Linked DNA regions of Mus musculus: region 2 is linked to region 1. A link is a contact called in public HiChIP or PLAC-seq data. All regions are on one chromosome and are shown on one strand. Each heading gives the region's core, a stretch centred on a gene start, on an enhancer-like site or on the middle of the called end of the contact. The rest is flanking DNA. Distances are from core to core; before and after follow the strand shown.

Region 1 (7,688 bases), core at 1,544-4,043:
GTAACATAAAGACTTGAGAAGTTATGTTAATAAAACAATATGTATGTCTGTATGTGTTTTTCCACAACTACACTAGATAACAGTCTGAAATGAAGATTTTGAACCTAATGGATGTTCATGTCAACAAGGGACCAACATAGGCACTTGGCATAATTCATAAAGCCTGAGACAGGCCCTGGAAGCCTTCACCCCATACAACAGCCATTAATTCTTTTGCTGATGGAGTCCAGGCTAAAACGTGCACCATGGAGATACTGAAATAAGAAAAACTCAGAGAAGCAGTTACCAAGCCTGCATTTCAATTCCTTAATATTAGAATATTCTACCAACACATAAACTTTATGTAGATAACAGCAAAGAAAGTAGGTTATTCTTGTGCCTCAAAGAAAAGGTAACCAAGCCACTAGTGAGAAAATTCCCCAATCTGGTAAGCATTCTGAGATTCCATCCAGGCTCAGCTCCATTCACTACTCCTAAAACTCAAAACAATTGGAGACTAAAAGCACAAATGAAATATTCTATACAGGGAAACTGTGCAACCTCAGGGAAAGCCAGTAAGAAAATGTCAGCTGTAATTTTTGTTTAGGAATCTACCGTGTGAACAACAGGAATCAAAACTCAGGAGGACTAGAAGAGGAACATAGGAAGAAGATGGAACCAAATAGGCTGTGGAGTCCAAGCAGGAAGCTCGTGTATTCCAGCATGAAGCCCTAAACCAAGAAAAAGGATCTCACCATTCTTGAAGCACGGAAGCAGTCCCTCAGCATTACACAGGACAAGATGACAGGGAATCAAGAGGATTTCTTACAGTGCATGTTGACAGAGGGTCACAGGTCTGACCTTTCTTATTGTCACACTGCACTTAGCAGACTACCATAAACAAAGTACAGGATCAAAACAACACAAGTATTGGATATTCATATCCACACATACATGAACTTTGACTATAAAGCAAACGTTAACAAGGTAAGAAACATTTAGCCCGCAACTACGCTCCTTCTGACACAGCATGAGAACTGTAGGTAGCCTCAGAGCTTCTCCAGTTGGGGATCACAACCCCATATAGGGTCATGTAGCTGAATGTGAGGTGATGAAAAATCTAGCAAGAACAATTCAGAAGTCAAATGTGTAATGAATCCAAAGTGTTTCTGGCAGTGCTCTACCTAGACGTCACTACAGCCACAGTTCAGCAGTGACATCCCATGCTTACACACCATACAACACCAACAAATACTGCCTGAAACAGCTCAGCCAAGATCCCAGGCAAGTTATGAACCCAGTGTTCTTACTGTACATACAGGTTTATGCTCTTAAGAAACAATGTTATACAGGCTGGTGAGATGGCTCAGAGGCTAAGAGCACTGGCTGCTCTTCCAGAGGTCATGAGTTCAATTCCCAGCAACCACGTGGTGGCTCACAAAACATCTATAGGGGGATCTGATATCCTCTTCAGGCAGGCAGATATATATGCAGCAGAGCACTCGTACATTAAATAAAGAAAAAGAAAAAAAAGGAAACAATGATATAAAAACAGGCCTAAATTTCTCTTTAAATTGTTCTCATGCCGCACGTCTTTGGATTGTGCTGGGCTGCATTGTTTGATTTAAAAAACTAGTTTGAAATTGAGTTGCTGGGTTAAATTTTATATTTTTTAAATCATTAATTTGGATTTGGGATTGAGATAGACTTTTCCAACAACTGGCCCTAATTATAGTTCCGACTGTACTACATATTTAGGCAAAATAGCATCTCATCACTGACTATTATAAAAATCAAACAACAAATCAGCTCTAAAAAAAAAAAAAAAAAGCCGGGCGTGGGGGCCCACGCTTTTAATCCCAGCACTCGGGAGGCAGAGGCAGGTAGATTTCTGAGTTCGAGGCCAGCCTGGTCTACAAAGTGATTTCCAGGACAGCCAGGGCTATCCAGAGAAACCCTCTCAAAAAACAAACAAACAAAAACAAAACAAACAAACAAACAAACAAAACCACTTTAGATGCTTTATGTCTTGCAGTATCAAATACTCTACCAAAACTCGTATTTATGAAAAAATAAACATACACACATCTATTTAGAGAGTAAAAATTAGTTTTTATCTTTCTCAAAAGGCAAAATTATACCAGCTACACTAAAGAATTGTTTTAAATATACTTCCTTATGATATATTATCAGTTACTAATTAGTACATCTTCTTATCTACCCAGGTTCGTTAGTGAGAAAGCTGAAGTCGTGAGCTAGGAGAAGATGACTCGCCTCCGGAAAGCAGACCCCGGTCTGCTCAAATCTTGAGGCGATCATGCATAGAAAGGAAGCACGGGATGGCGAAAGGCAGACAACCCACACCTCTGCTTGGTTCCCCGGAATGACCCATCCCTGTCCTTTACGGTACCCAGAAAGGGATACAAGCGCATTCCCAGAGGGGATTCCGCCTGGCAGGGCAACGATAAGCATAAAAACGAGCACAGGAGCCTGAGGCTCTGGACTGCAAGAGGGCCCGCCCGGGCAGCATGGACCTCCCCAAGTGAAAAGCGCCGCAAGCCGAAGCCGCCACTGTGGGCAAGCCCCCACGCGAGGCCCCCGCGAGCTGGCGGCCCCGGCTAAGCATTAGTGCCTCACCACCAACCTGCCAAAAGTTCCGAGGGCTTCGCCGGTAAGAATGACAAGGTTCTGAGATCCCTAGAAGCTCCCACCACAGAGGGTGAGCGAGCGGGCTGAGGGCGCGTGCGCAGCACGGCTTCTTCCTCCACGTGTCCCGGAGTCGCTTGTAAACTACAATTCCCATCGGGCCGTGCGAATTCGCACGGGGCTGTCCCTGAACTAAAACTCTTTTGCCTAGGGCTGTCTGGTCAGTGGACAAGAGTGGGTGTAGTTACTTACCATCGTTTCTTCTTCTGGAGGGTCTTCAAGAGGGAAGGATTAGCATGTCGTCCATAATCAGAAAGGTGATCAGCACCACAAAAGCCCCGGCGGCCATTGGTCCCTACAGGTAATGTTTTTTACTGTAGCTCTGAAGGACCAGGTAGGTGCAGTGTTGCAAGTTTGGAGCTTTGGCCCCTGCTGGTCCGAGCAAAAGAGAGTCTTAGAACGCGCGAAGAAACTAAGTTCAGAAAGAGTACAGTGTATCCAAATCCCTCAGAGAATGGGGGAGCCCTGGTGCTACCAGAAACTTGCACTCCTAAGATCTTGCCCCCATCTGGAGCTGCCGGGGCCCCGAAGGCGAGCTTGCTACATGCTTTCTCTGGTTAGAAGTGGCATCACCCCAACCCCCTTGCCTTTCGTCTTGGTGGCTTCTAGTTTTGGTTTTTGTAACAATTTTATTAAGATAGAATAAACAACCCATAGAATTCTCATTCTGTTAGTGGGTTCAATTCAGTGGCTTTTACTATGCCCAAAAGTTGTGTAGCCATCATCACTTTCTATTCTCAAAACATTTACATCCAACCTAAAATAAGGTTTATACCATTAGCATTTATTCCACATGGCATCTTTCCCCAGCTCCTTACAACCACCCATTTATTTCCTCTCCATCACTATAGGGTTTATCTGTTAAAGACGTTTGCTATAAAAAGTATAATACACTGTTTGGTCCTCTGTGACAGGCTTCTTTTACTAGCATGAAGTTTGATCTAACCCTTTCTTAATTTACAAGATATGCTTGTCTCATTTGGACAGTACTCAGCAAATACCTGTATGTCTATCCTAGTCTCTGGCTTCTATAACGTGTAGGAATGCAATGATGCTTATGAATGGTTTATCCATGCCTATTTACCACTAATATCAAATGCAAGTAACACCAAAGGTGATCTTCTGAGATTATCCTATATACTAGAGCTAACCATATATGTACTGGAAAAATAAAAACTACCCTTTGGCATTTATCTCTGCTTACCAGAAGTGCTTTTAAATAGAAATGGTACTTTCTTTTCACTTCCTTCTGTGGGTGCTATGAAGGACAGACTAACTTTGTAGCTCAGACTAACCTAGAACCTGCTGTTCTCCTGTTTGAGCATTCCTAGTGCTGACGTGAAGACCAGCACACTTAACTTAAAACCTTGTTCCTCAAAATACCTCAGCTTTAAAAATCACTGTATTGTATCTTATATAACTTTCTCCTCTCTAACTTCTAAGTCTTCACTAAAACGTATCTAGAGCCAATTCCTTTTGAAAAAGTCATTTCTGACACAGTGTCTCTTTGCTGTCAATCAAAACTGAAGATTTTCTTCGGCTGCAACATTAGTACTGTAGAAGATGTGTAGTGCATGCCAAGTATTTAGCTGATTCAAAAATGTGTAAGAAGTAATCCGACATAGGCCTTCACCTATAAAAGGAAAAGAAGCAGTAATGTAGCAAATGTTACATGACAGGCACTATGACAACTAACTACCTTTAAGTTGTCTCTCCATTTTACAAAAGGACAGCTCAAGGTCAATCTTTTCAAGGAAATACAGTGTGCAAGTGACATCTTGGCTTGAACTCAAACCCTAGCTCCCTTAATATCAAGAGAAATAACAGTCCCATGTGTCAAAGCAGTAATTATTATAATAGGATTGGAGATGGAACTTAATGGGATGAGAAACCAAATGAAAGGGAGGAAAACTGATTCTGATTTGGAGCAGAGAAAGAAAAAAAGTTTTGAAGAAGCTCCCCAAATAAGGTAGTCCGGTTAAACTTTAAATGTTGGGTTTTCTGTTTTTCCACTTTTAATAGTGTTAGGAAGTTTGACTCATCATAGTTAATTAGTTACAGACTGACATTCCTCCAGAGGACACAGAGGTAAAAGAATACAGAATGTAGAGATTTGGATGAGATAGTTTTCAATTGACCTTTTTTTTTTTCTCCCAAACTGTATACCTGGTGTTTTATAACATTTTCATTGAAATGACTTACTTTCACTTAAATTAATTTTAAAAGAAAACATTATCAAAATACTCTAAATAGAAAACAATACAATAGAAAGTAACTATTTTTAAAAATAACTCAAATAAAAAGTATTAATTCCAAAACTCTATGAGCATACTGCAGTTGGCTCAAAACCTTGAGCCTGCTCCCTTTGTTAAAGTGTTTCTGGCTGGGGCTGGAGAGATGACTCGGCACTTAAGAGCACTTTCTGCTCTTCAGGAAGCCAAGTTTGGTTCCCAGCACCCATATTAGTCCATTCACTCCCATCTGTAACTCTAGCTCCAAAGGACCCAGAGGATCTTCTGGCCTCCATGGGTATGTGCACAGGTGGTGGACTTATACACGTGCACATAAATAGTCATAATAATTTCAATGTCTTTCTGGCCGAGGATGGATATAGCTCAGTAAAAGACCATGCTGAACATGTATGAGGCCCTGGGTGTGTACCACCAGCGCCCAGCTACAACTCCATTTTTCAGATGTGAGAGCTGTCATATACTAAGTTGAATAATTTGCCAAGGTCACTCCACTAAGTAATTTAATACAATTTGAAAGTGTAGTGGACTCCAGGGCTCAATCTGAATGATTTCATTTGTTGTCCCAGCTTAGAAGAATTGAAAAGAAAACTACAAAGTGAAGATATGATTCCCTGTCTGTGGGTGACTTTCTGGGAAAAAAAAATTCAAAAGTTAGCATTAAGAGTTGGAGTTTGTTAGGAGAGGAGAGTTGCACTTTGGATTTAAATTCTTTTTTTTTTTTTTTTTTTTTTTTTGGTTTTTCAAGACAGGGTTTCTCTGTGTAGCCCTGGCTATCCTGGAACTCACTTTTTAGACCAGGCTGGCCTCGAACTCAGAAATCTGCCTGCCTCTGCCTCCTGAGTGCTAGGATTAAAGGCGTGCGCCAGGATTTAAATTCTTAGTTGGCTTCTTTTTAATGGTGTGACCTTACAGAGAGACTTTGTCTCCTAGTTTGCTTCTTTATCTTCTAAATGAACCTAAGTAATAATGCTAGTTCTTAACCATAAGGAAGGAAGGGGTCAGTCCAAAAAATCCCTTTTAAGGAAAAAATTCTGTAGTCCCAGCACTCGGGAGGCAGAGGCAGGCTGATTTCTGAGTTCCAGGCCAGCCTGGTCTACAGAGTGAGTTCCAGGACAGCCAGGGCTACACAGAGAAACCCTGTCTCGAAAAGAAAAAAAAAAAATTGTAGTAAATTTTTTGTTCCTCGGCCTAATCCTGCTCTTTCAGCTATTGGTGATAGTTGCAGGAGATTACCTTCTTTACTTCAGAACAAAAGACATCTGTAGCAGAGAGACACTTTGTCATGAAGCCTGGTAACCAAAGGGTGTCTTCAGATAGATAACTATCCGGCTTGTTAATGCCTCATCTCCTCTCAGAAGCATTAGTTAACACTTGTACAGTTAGTCTCCCTCTTCCTGTTTAGAACGGCCCTGCATGGAGGCCAGAGTCCGGTCTCTACCAAGCTCCTACATAAACAGTATGTGGTAGCCCTCCTGTGATAACAGTACATGAGAGGCAGAGACAGAAACTCCCCAGAGCAAGCTGACTAGATAGACTAGTCAATCAACAAGTTCTGGGTTCACGTGAGAGACCCTGCCTCAATGTAGTAGATAAGGTAGAGAAGGATTGAAGAAGGCACCTGATGCCCACTCCTGGCCTCCGTATTTTGGGAACTATTTCCCAAAAGTAAAGACTAGTGTATAAAGTTTGTGATGAGTACACTTTTTGAAATTCTAGCTTCTCTCAAGAGAATTCTAATGTGCTGGGCTTTTTAGTCCTCAGCCCTGGGAATGAATGGAGTATTGTTACTGATTAGCTAAGCACAACTCAGCACATTTTAGGACACTGAGGACGGACCTGGAGGGATTGCAACACCAGTGCTATTGAGTGGCTTTCTGTTTTATTAGCACTGCCATAATATGGCACAGACCATGACTTGAAACTTAATTGGAATGTTTCTGAAAGTTTTACCCCCTGATTTTGGGCTTGGTTTGCTATCATTTAGGTGTTTCTCTGTGTGGGGTTTGCTTGCTTGCTTGTTTGTTTGTTTTCAGGTAACCTCACTGTGGTCCCAGACAGCCCAGAATTCACTACACATCCCAGGTTGGCACCACACTTGAGAGCCTCCTGAGTACTAGGGTTATAGGTTTGCACCATCATGCCCAGTATATTTCTGGACAGGAAGTAGAATAAAAGGCTTTTAAAGTTCTGCATGGGTGAAATGGTTCTGCAGGTAAAAGCATCATTATCCCAAAACCCAGTGCCCTGAGTTTGGTACCTTCATGGTAGGAGAGACCTGACTCCTGCAATTTGTCCTTTGACCTCCACATGTCTACTACAGTGAGCAAGAGCACACGCATGTACACAAACACACATACACACACACTAAATACAATGCTTTTTTTTTTTTTAATTAGGAGCTGAAAAGATGACTCAGCAGTTCAGAGTACTTCCTGCCCTTGCACAGAACCCAAGTGTGGCTCCATGTACCCACATCAGGTGGTTCACAACCATCTGTAACTCTAGTCCAGGGGACCCTGATGCCTTCTTCTGACCTCTGGGTACCCACACAGAAATGTGGCATGCACTCATGAAAACACACATACATATAAATAAAAATGAAGTCTATTTGTAAGATTGACTTATTTTTTTATTTTATGTACATGACGGTTTTGCTTGCATGAAATTGTGTGTACTGTAGATCTGAGGAGGTAAGAAGGGAATACCAGATTCCCTAGGCTTGGAGTTACATAGAGTTGTGAGCCACCATGT
Region 2 (7,688 bases), core at 1,978-4,477, 1.1 Mb before region 1:
ACCTGAATTTCATTTTCAATACCCACATGCTTAAAGGACAGAAATAACTCCTATAAACACCTCAATAAATAGACAGATGATAGATAGATAGATGATGATAAATAGACAGATGGTTGATAGATAAATAGATAGATAGATAGATAGATAGATAGATAGATAGATAGATAGATCATGTATGGATGGATGGGTGAATGTTTAAAAAGAGGCAGGTGGGGAGAGCTGCATTGTACTGGAAAGGAACTTCTATAATATGGAATGATAGTGGAAATTAATTTTTTTAAATACTTCAAAATCTGGCCTGGTTGATAACTATTAAAGCTGGAATAGATATATGTACTATGAATTTATGACCATTGGCCGATCAGATTCAATAATATGCTACAGGAGATTATTTTTAAAATAGGATTCAACATTGACTATGTGGAAAATATACAATAGTATATTTGAAGTTAAAAATGTAAATTTTATGATAATTAATGATGTACACAAAACCAGGTGATATGAATTCATAGTAATTGTAATGAGGCAGAATACAACGTGACTGGCATATCACAGCTGAAATGTTATGGAAGTGGCAACTTTTAATAAGTGTTCTCTTTAGGTGTAAATGAGCAAGATTTGAAAGGGGGCTCTGAGAATCTGATTAAAAATTATATTTGGTCACTTAAGTACATCCTCCAGCCCAACAATAAAAGAAATAGTTCCTCAGAATTTCAAACCAGCACATCTATAACTGATTTTATTCCACCAGCCAAAAGATGAATTTATATATTCATCAATACAATTCTTACTATAAAACTTGATAGAATTTTAAAGCCATTCTTCATCTAATCATCGCAATGTTGATGGCAAGGTTTAAGGACAAAAAGGTAGGGTATTTAAAGGAAGAGAAGTCTTTTAATAAAACAAATAAACATTAAAAAAAATTTAGCATTTAGAATGAAGTGTACCAACCTGGGGATTAGAGCATTTTATCTCTAATGACTCTAAGTCAACATGAAGACAGACAACAAATGAATGCCTTCCATCGGGTCCCACAGGAAGCAGCTTTTGAGATGTGACTGCTAGAGTAGAGGTACATCCCATAGGCTCCACAAGGGAAAGAGTCACTTGCTTTCCAAGAAGGGTATATATGCTGAAATGATGCAAGCTTATGGTCCAAGGAAATGCATCACCTATAAGGGAACAAAACAGAAAAATGAGACCAACAAAATTACACAATTAATGAATACAAATAAAAAATTATTTAAAATTTCAATCTGAAATATAGCACAACATAACAAAGGTAGGATCTCAGAGACTAAGGTAGTAAATGATTTACATGCTACTTAAATAATTTAACTTTAGTATTTGTAGTTACTATAATATACTTCTATACTTTTCATACATTGTAAGCATAAGAAGAAACCTGGCTATGAAATGAGAGAGGAGAATAATATGGATGTTTTTGTGTGGTGGCAACTCACACCAGAATTAATGGTGATGGAGCATGCTAATGAATCAGGCTTCTGGTGCTATGTTAGAAGTACTTAGTCAGAAATTCTGTGGATGGAAATCAGGCATATTTCTACATATTCCTTGTGTGGCTCTCAAAGCACATGAGATATATTTTAAAGGATGCAGGCTTGACTAAAAATTTAGCATTCATAAATATCATAACTGAAAGAAAAATATTTCTTTTACTGTTCTAGTAATTTATCTAATGTGCAATGTATTTATAAGTAGAAGCATAGACTATATAACATCTTAGAATTTTATACTGTATTATAGGTAAAGTAGACGGATATAATTCCAATTGGAATATTGAAAATTCATTATTCTGGTATATATAGATATAGATATAGATATAGATATAGATATAGATATATACACACACATATATATATTTGTAATTACTATATATACTTCTATACCTTTCATACATTATAAGCATAAGAAGAATGTTAAATACAAGAAATAAAAACAGAAATAGAAGTCCTAACACCCTCTTTGCCACTATAGTAGATAGTAAATGTTCCATATATATATATATATATGGAACATTTACTATCTACTATATATATATATATATATATATATATAATAAATAGTGGATATATAGTGAAAAATAGTGGATATTCATACATAGTGGATATTAATGTTCCATCAAATACCATATACATATATGATAAATGTGAACATTCAAAATATCTAAACCAGGAAACTCTGAAATTGGGAGTTTAGGTAATATAATAAATACAGGTAGAGGGTAGTTGGTAACTTGGCTAGAAACAATAATTTCATAGTAGGACATGGTCCGCCCTGCACACCTTGCCTGTTCCAGATATAATATTTTCCTACTAAGGAAAAAAATGAGTACTTTAAATCATCTGTAACTGATTTTAAACTAATTTTTAAACCTGTATCAAATTCTATGCTGTTTACAAAATTAAACCTCTGCCACCATCATCTCCTGTACTTGGAATGATTTCAGATTCTCACTTTAAATAAATAGGTATATTTGTATGTGTTTCCAAACTTTATTCTAACAAATACTAAGTGATGATTATGGAACAAGATCACATTTAAATTTGTTAAAAACGTCACAGTTGACACTGGCACTCTTAGAAAAAATTCCCAACATGCATGCGAGGAAACATGAGAGACTACCTAGTAGGATGTCTTTAGCCTGCTGGGAACTCTGGCCTTTGTTCCTTCCCTGTGAGTGCTCAGGCCCTGCCTTGTACTTTCAGTCTACAAACAAACAAGGCCCAAACATGCAAAGAGTGAGTTAAACTGAACCTTGAGGATCACTGGTATCTACCCCCAAAACGAACATTTAAGTTATAGCTATCATCATACTCTATATTGAGTAACTGTACACATTCTCCAAGGATTAGAAAAAAAAGTAAGTATGTCCACTCTCTATAGGACACTTGAAGAGTTCTAGCAAATATACTAAGGAACTCAAAAATAAAATAGTATTAATGCCATCTACAAGGGAAAGAAATACATGTGTATGGTATTCTTTCACAAGAGTATATGCACACCTCCATGGTCATAAAAGCACAGCAAAGGCAAGAACTGTTACCACTGCAACCAATACCAACTGGCAAACAGAAAGGAGATGTGACATTGTCAAGCCCAATCAACTCTGTGTTTTTAACAAACCCAATTTGCATAAGACCAGCAGCTAAACTCCAATTCCCTGAAGAAAATCACAAAGTCCACAAAAGCAAACATCCTATGGCAATCCACTCCCCTTAGCAACAGCCAGTCAGGATACAATGGTGGGATCACAGTACATAGAGATAACTGAAGACTTCCCGAAGAGAATAGATAACTTAGCCATGCTGCTCATCAGGAGGTTTTGTAGTCCTGTTCGGTTTGTGTAGATTACACCAGAAATGCAGTTTTAAAAATATTAACTTGTTGACCCATAATGAAAAACCCCTAAGTCTGCTGTTACCACAATAGACTTGGGCTCTCACTCTGACCAGGTGCTATGGTGAGAGTCTGAGAGAGCTTGCTCACAAGCTCATTAAAGACCTTTATGAGTTCTACAATTGAACTGACTCCTTGGTAGTCTTCAGATACCTGCAACTTGGGCATAACAACATAAATGCACAATTGGACTTTCCTTGTCAATGCAAATACAAAGAATATGCTAATATATACCACGTGATGTGAGGATCTCAAAAATCTGTTATACTGGGTGAGTAATGTCAGAAGTAAAAGACTGTATACTGTATGATTCTAGTTTATTAAAATATCCAGAGCAGACAATGTTACGGGGGAAAAAAGCAGGTCAGTGTTTGCTTGTGCCAAGAGGTAGAAAAAGAATAATTGCAACTTTGGGATGATTGACATATTATGCTCAACTGTATCATTGGTAATGGTCAGTTTTAAAATAAAACTATCTTAAAATTGTTGAATTCTGTATCTACAATTCCTTGTAGTAATATTGTGTGTGTGTGTGTGTGTGTGTGTGTGTGTGTGTGTGTGTGTGTGTGTGTGAATGAAAGCAGTAGAAGGACATGACAGGGCACTCCTTTAAATCTGACACTCAGCACACAGAGACTAGCAGATCTTTGTGAATTTGAAACCAAGCTGGTCATACTCTGGTTTCTCTTCAGATCGTATGAAACCAAGCTGGTCAACACAGCAAGTTCCTGGAGAACCAGGGCTACAATCGTGAGGCCCTACATCAAAGTAAGAGACAGACAGACAGACAGACAGACAGACACACACACACACACACACACACAAACATACACACATACACAGAGGAGGGAGGGAGGAGGAAGGGGAGAGGTAGGGAAGGATAGAGGGAGAATAGCAGTGAACACTTGCTTTGAACTATCTTAGGAAAACAAAGTTATCACAGGGCTAATCATGTTCTGCTGTATTTTCACCAACTGTGCTAATGCATTCTATTTCTATAATATACCGCTAATGATCTGTCATTGTCCTTAGAGTTTACCAACATTTCTAATACCACAAATACATTCCCTAGGATCACTTGACTAGCTTTCTAGTAACCAGGACAAAAATATTTCCAAAAGGGAGAAAGTCTTAAAATAAGATGAAAGACTTAGCACAGATTTTTAACATTAAAGTGGAAATGAACTTGAAATGTGCACTTACTTTAAGATGGAATGGATTTCCAGAATATTACCTTTATGAAATATTCAAATAAATTGGGGAGAACAAAAGAAAGCTAAATCCAAGTCTGAAAACTGCAGCATTCTACACTGTCATATTTGTGTATTGTATACCTTCACACAATAAGGAGCATCCATATATGTATCAATGTATCTGTCACACAATATTAAGAAAACTGGGTTGAAATCTTAAATGTCAGAGTGGTTACGATAGAGTGACCTATTTTCTTCTATGTATATACAATTTTTTATAAGAATGTTGCCTTGGCAATCATTAAAAAAAACACATTTTTATTTCAAGAATCAAAGGAAAATGATAGGAACATCTGACAGTACTTGGAATCCATCCAATGCTAAGTGGGAAAGTACATATCCATAAATGCACATGTTTAAAACATAGATCTCACACAACCCAAAGAAGCAGTTCATGAAAGAAAGAGCTAATGAGTTAGCTGCCAATGGACTTAAAATTTTATGATGTGCTAAAGAAGAGTTGAAAACACATGCCACAGATTGGGAGAAAATATTTACACAAGATATCTAATAAATGACTATTATCCAAGACACAAAACTATTAAAAGCAAGAATAAAAGACATTCTATTTAAAAAGTAGACACCTTAACAGGCGTCTTTAACAACAACATAAGTTATATGGTACCATGTAAACCTCATATCTCATGCCACCAAGATGATACAATGTAAGACAAGAGACAAAGTCACACGGTTATCAGCAAGGCAAACACACCATCAAATGCCGGGCTTCACAAGGAAACACATTCATAGCTAGAGTGAAAAAAAGCACACATCTCCCTTTGAAGACATTTTGACAGTATCTTACAAAAGTAAACACTAAGTACACAATCCAACAATCACTCACTTCTTTATCAAGCAGAGATGGATCAACATAAACAAAAGATGTGTGGGTGTGTTATTCATAAATTGCCCAAAGTTGGGAGTGGCCAAGATTTTTCAGATTGGCGAATAAATCAACTGTCCTCCAGACAATGTGATCTTGTGTAAAGAAGGGCTATTAACCCTGAAAACAAGTACAAGAAATGCAACTGAGCATCTTAAAGAAGTTGATGTGAGACAACTACATACTGGATGTCACACTACATTATATCTAAAAATGTCTAGTTAGGAGACAGTGATCTAATGAGATCACTGAGCATCAGCTGTGCTAGCAGACAAAGGAGCAGGGAGATGACTAAGTGTAGCTCTGAGAAACTTGTGGGCAGAGAAAATACTGTGTAAGAAAAGATAATGATAAAAAATTGTCATTAAACACGCCTATCAATTTACATAATGTATATAACCAAAATCCAGTACTAAAGTACACTATAAACTGAGAGGTAGAGATGCCTGAACAGGCCTATTGACTGTTGCCAATAGAACACTCAAGTCTGTGATATTATGAAGTGGGAAAGGAAAATGCCAGGGCAGGGAAAATATAGGAAATTTCTGTAATGTAACCCTCATTTAATTTTGTTGTGAACCTAAAATTAAGTGACATTATGTTATCAAACATATAATATGTTAACTTTAAAATATAAACACTAAAAAGAAAAAATTGCCTTTTCTTGATGTCCAAAATATATATTTCTTTAAAAAGTGATCAGGAGCCAGGCGGTGGTGGCGCACGCCTTTGATCCCAGCACTTGGGAGGCAAAGGCAGGCAAATTTCTGAGTTCAAGGCCAGCCTGGTCTACAGAGTGAGCTCCAGGACAGCCAGGTTCTACACAGAGAAACCCTGTCATGAAAAAAAACAAAACAAAACAAAACAAAAAAACAAAAAAAAATTTTTTTAATTAAAAAAAAAAGTGATCAGGAAACCACATAAGAGATTTAGTTCTGTCACACTAGTTCATGTTTTAAAGTAAATGTTCTAGACATTAAGAAATGCAAAACTGGCTAGCATAGCGTGGATGGTATAAGAATCCATTTTTAGCATTAGAACCTAGAGAATGGATAGAAATAAATAAAGTATGGAGTAGACTGAATATGATGCAAAACCAGACTTCTGGTAGCAACCATATTAGCTAGATGTAAGTGCTACAAAAGCTGTGCCACAAAAGACCTGACAGCCTACCTAATCTAATCCTTGCAAGGCTGATATGGGAGAATAGTAAACTCAATACTAGCCAGGTCTCAGGCATAGGCTACAATTTAACATCATTTGTAAAACCTGGATGGTCATTTTCAACGTACTTAAACTATCACCATCAAAAGAAAATTAAAAGTTCTTCTCTGAGAGTTGAAGGATTTCTATTTGCACATACAATTTAAGAATTGGATTAAACAAACCTAGAGAAAATAGAAAAACAAAACATTGTAACAACATATAACCATCTTTATAAATGACAGAAGTTGATTATGAAACAGTTTTTAAAATGTAGAATGAAACAATGCACATAAGCTGACAGGGTGAACAGAAACAAGAAGGCAGAACACTTGTGTTTTACATAAATTCTGAATAATTTCACATCAGTTTCTACAGAAACTCACTAAATCCAACAACAGCAAAGTTTTAACTTACAAATGATCTCAATATTCCATTTCTGTCAAAATATTTTATTAAAGTACAGGCAATTTTTTTCAAAGAAGAAATAACAAAACTCTGCTAAGCACAGGGGAAAGCCCATCTGCTCAGAGGTGTTGGCTGGATGTAGCAAATTACATCTGCAAGGCCCACTGCAAGGGCTCCCTGACCAAGCTCACCATGTTGATTTTGACCCAAACACCCTACAAAGACTGAAGCTGGCTACAGCAGAGATCACTGTTTTCCACTGCATCTGAAATCAGATGATACATTTCAGTAAAGAATTCCACATTTTGAACTTTAAAAATAAGTAAATACAGAAAGAGCTTCAAATCTCCAATTAAATAACTTCCACTTTATCCCATTAATCATTTCTGTAATTTTCTACAAAGGTTCTCAATAAAGGTTCTATTTGAATTACTGATGGACTTTCAAGTGAGTCAGAAATTAACCATTCAATTTCAAATATATTTTTGGCTTACAGCTAGCCAACCTATTTATGAAGA

The links. HiChIP or PLAC-seq counts read pairs in DNA pulled down with a chosen protein or histone mark.
Region 2: a contact with region 1 is called in an H3K27ac HiChIP or PLAC-seq map of extraembryonic endoderm stem cells, with 5 times the contacts expected there. The contact joins the enhancer-like site here to the promoter of Rida in region 1. A contact is called at or near these places in 3 of 39 promoter capture datasets (frontonasal cranial neural crest, hippocampal neurons and pre-B cells) and 3 of 115 datasets of contacts at active chromatin or transcription factors (bone marrow-derived macrophages, extraembryonic endoderm stem cells and pro-B cells).

What each region holds. Positions count from the first base shown.
Region 1 is chr15:34,490,351-34,498,038 of GRCm38.p6, reverse strand. Rida (reactive intermediate imine deaminase A homolog) reads left to right here and starts at 2,793. Exons shown (of 6, transcript NM_008287.3): 1 at 2,793-2,986. The coding sequence starts at 2,922. Pop1 (processing of precursor 1, ribonuclease P/MRP family, (S. cerevisiae)) reads right to left here and starts at 2,728. Exons shown (of 16, transcript NM_026340.3): 1 at 2,624-2,728.
Region 2 is chr15:35,611,085-35,618,772 of GRCm38.p6, reverse strand. Vps13b (vacuolar protein sorting 13B) reads right to left here. Exons shown (of 62, transcript NM_177151.4): 24 at 955-1,175. Among named protein-coding and RNA genes, the nearest start is that of Mir599, 46 kb to the left of the region's middle. Within about 2 kb of position 3,227, at least 4 of the 459 cell types and tissues checked have an H3K27ac peak or open chromatin away from gene starts, as enhancers often do. A contact at or near this core is called in extraembryonic endoderm stem cells, where this site is marked.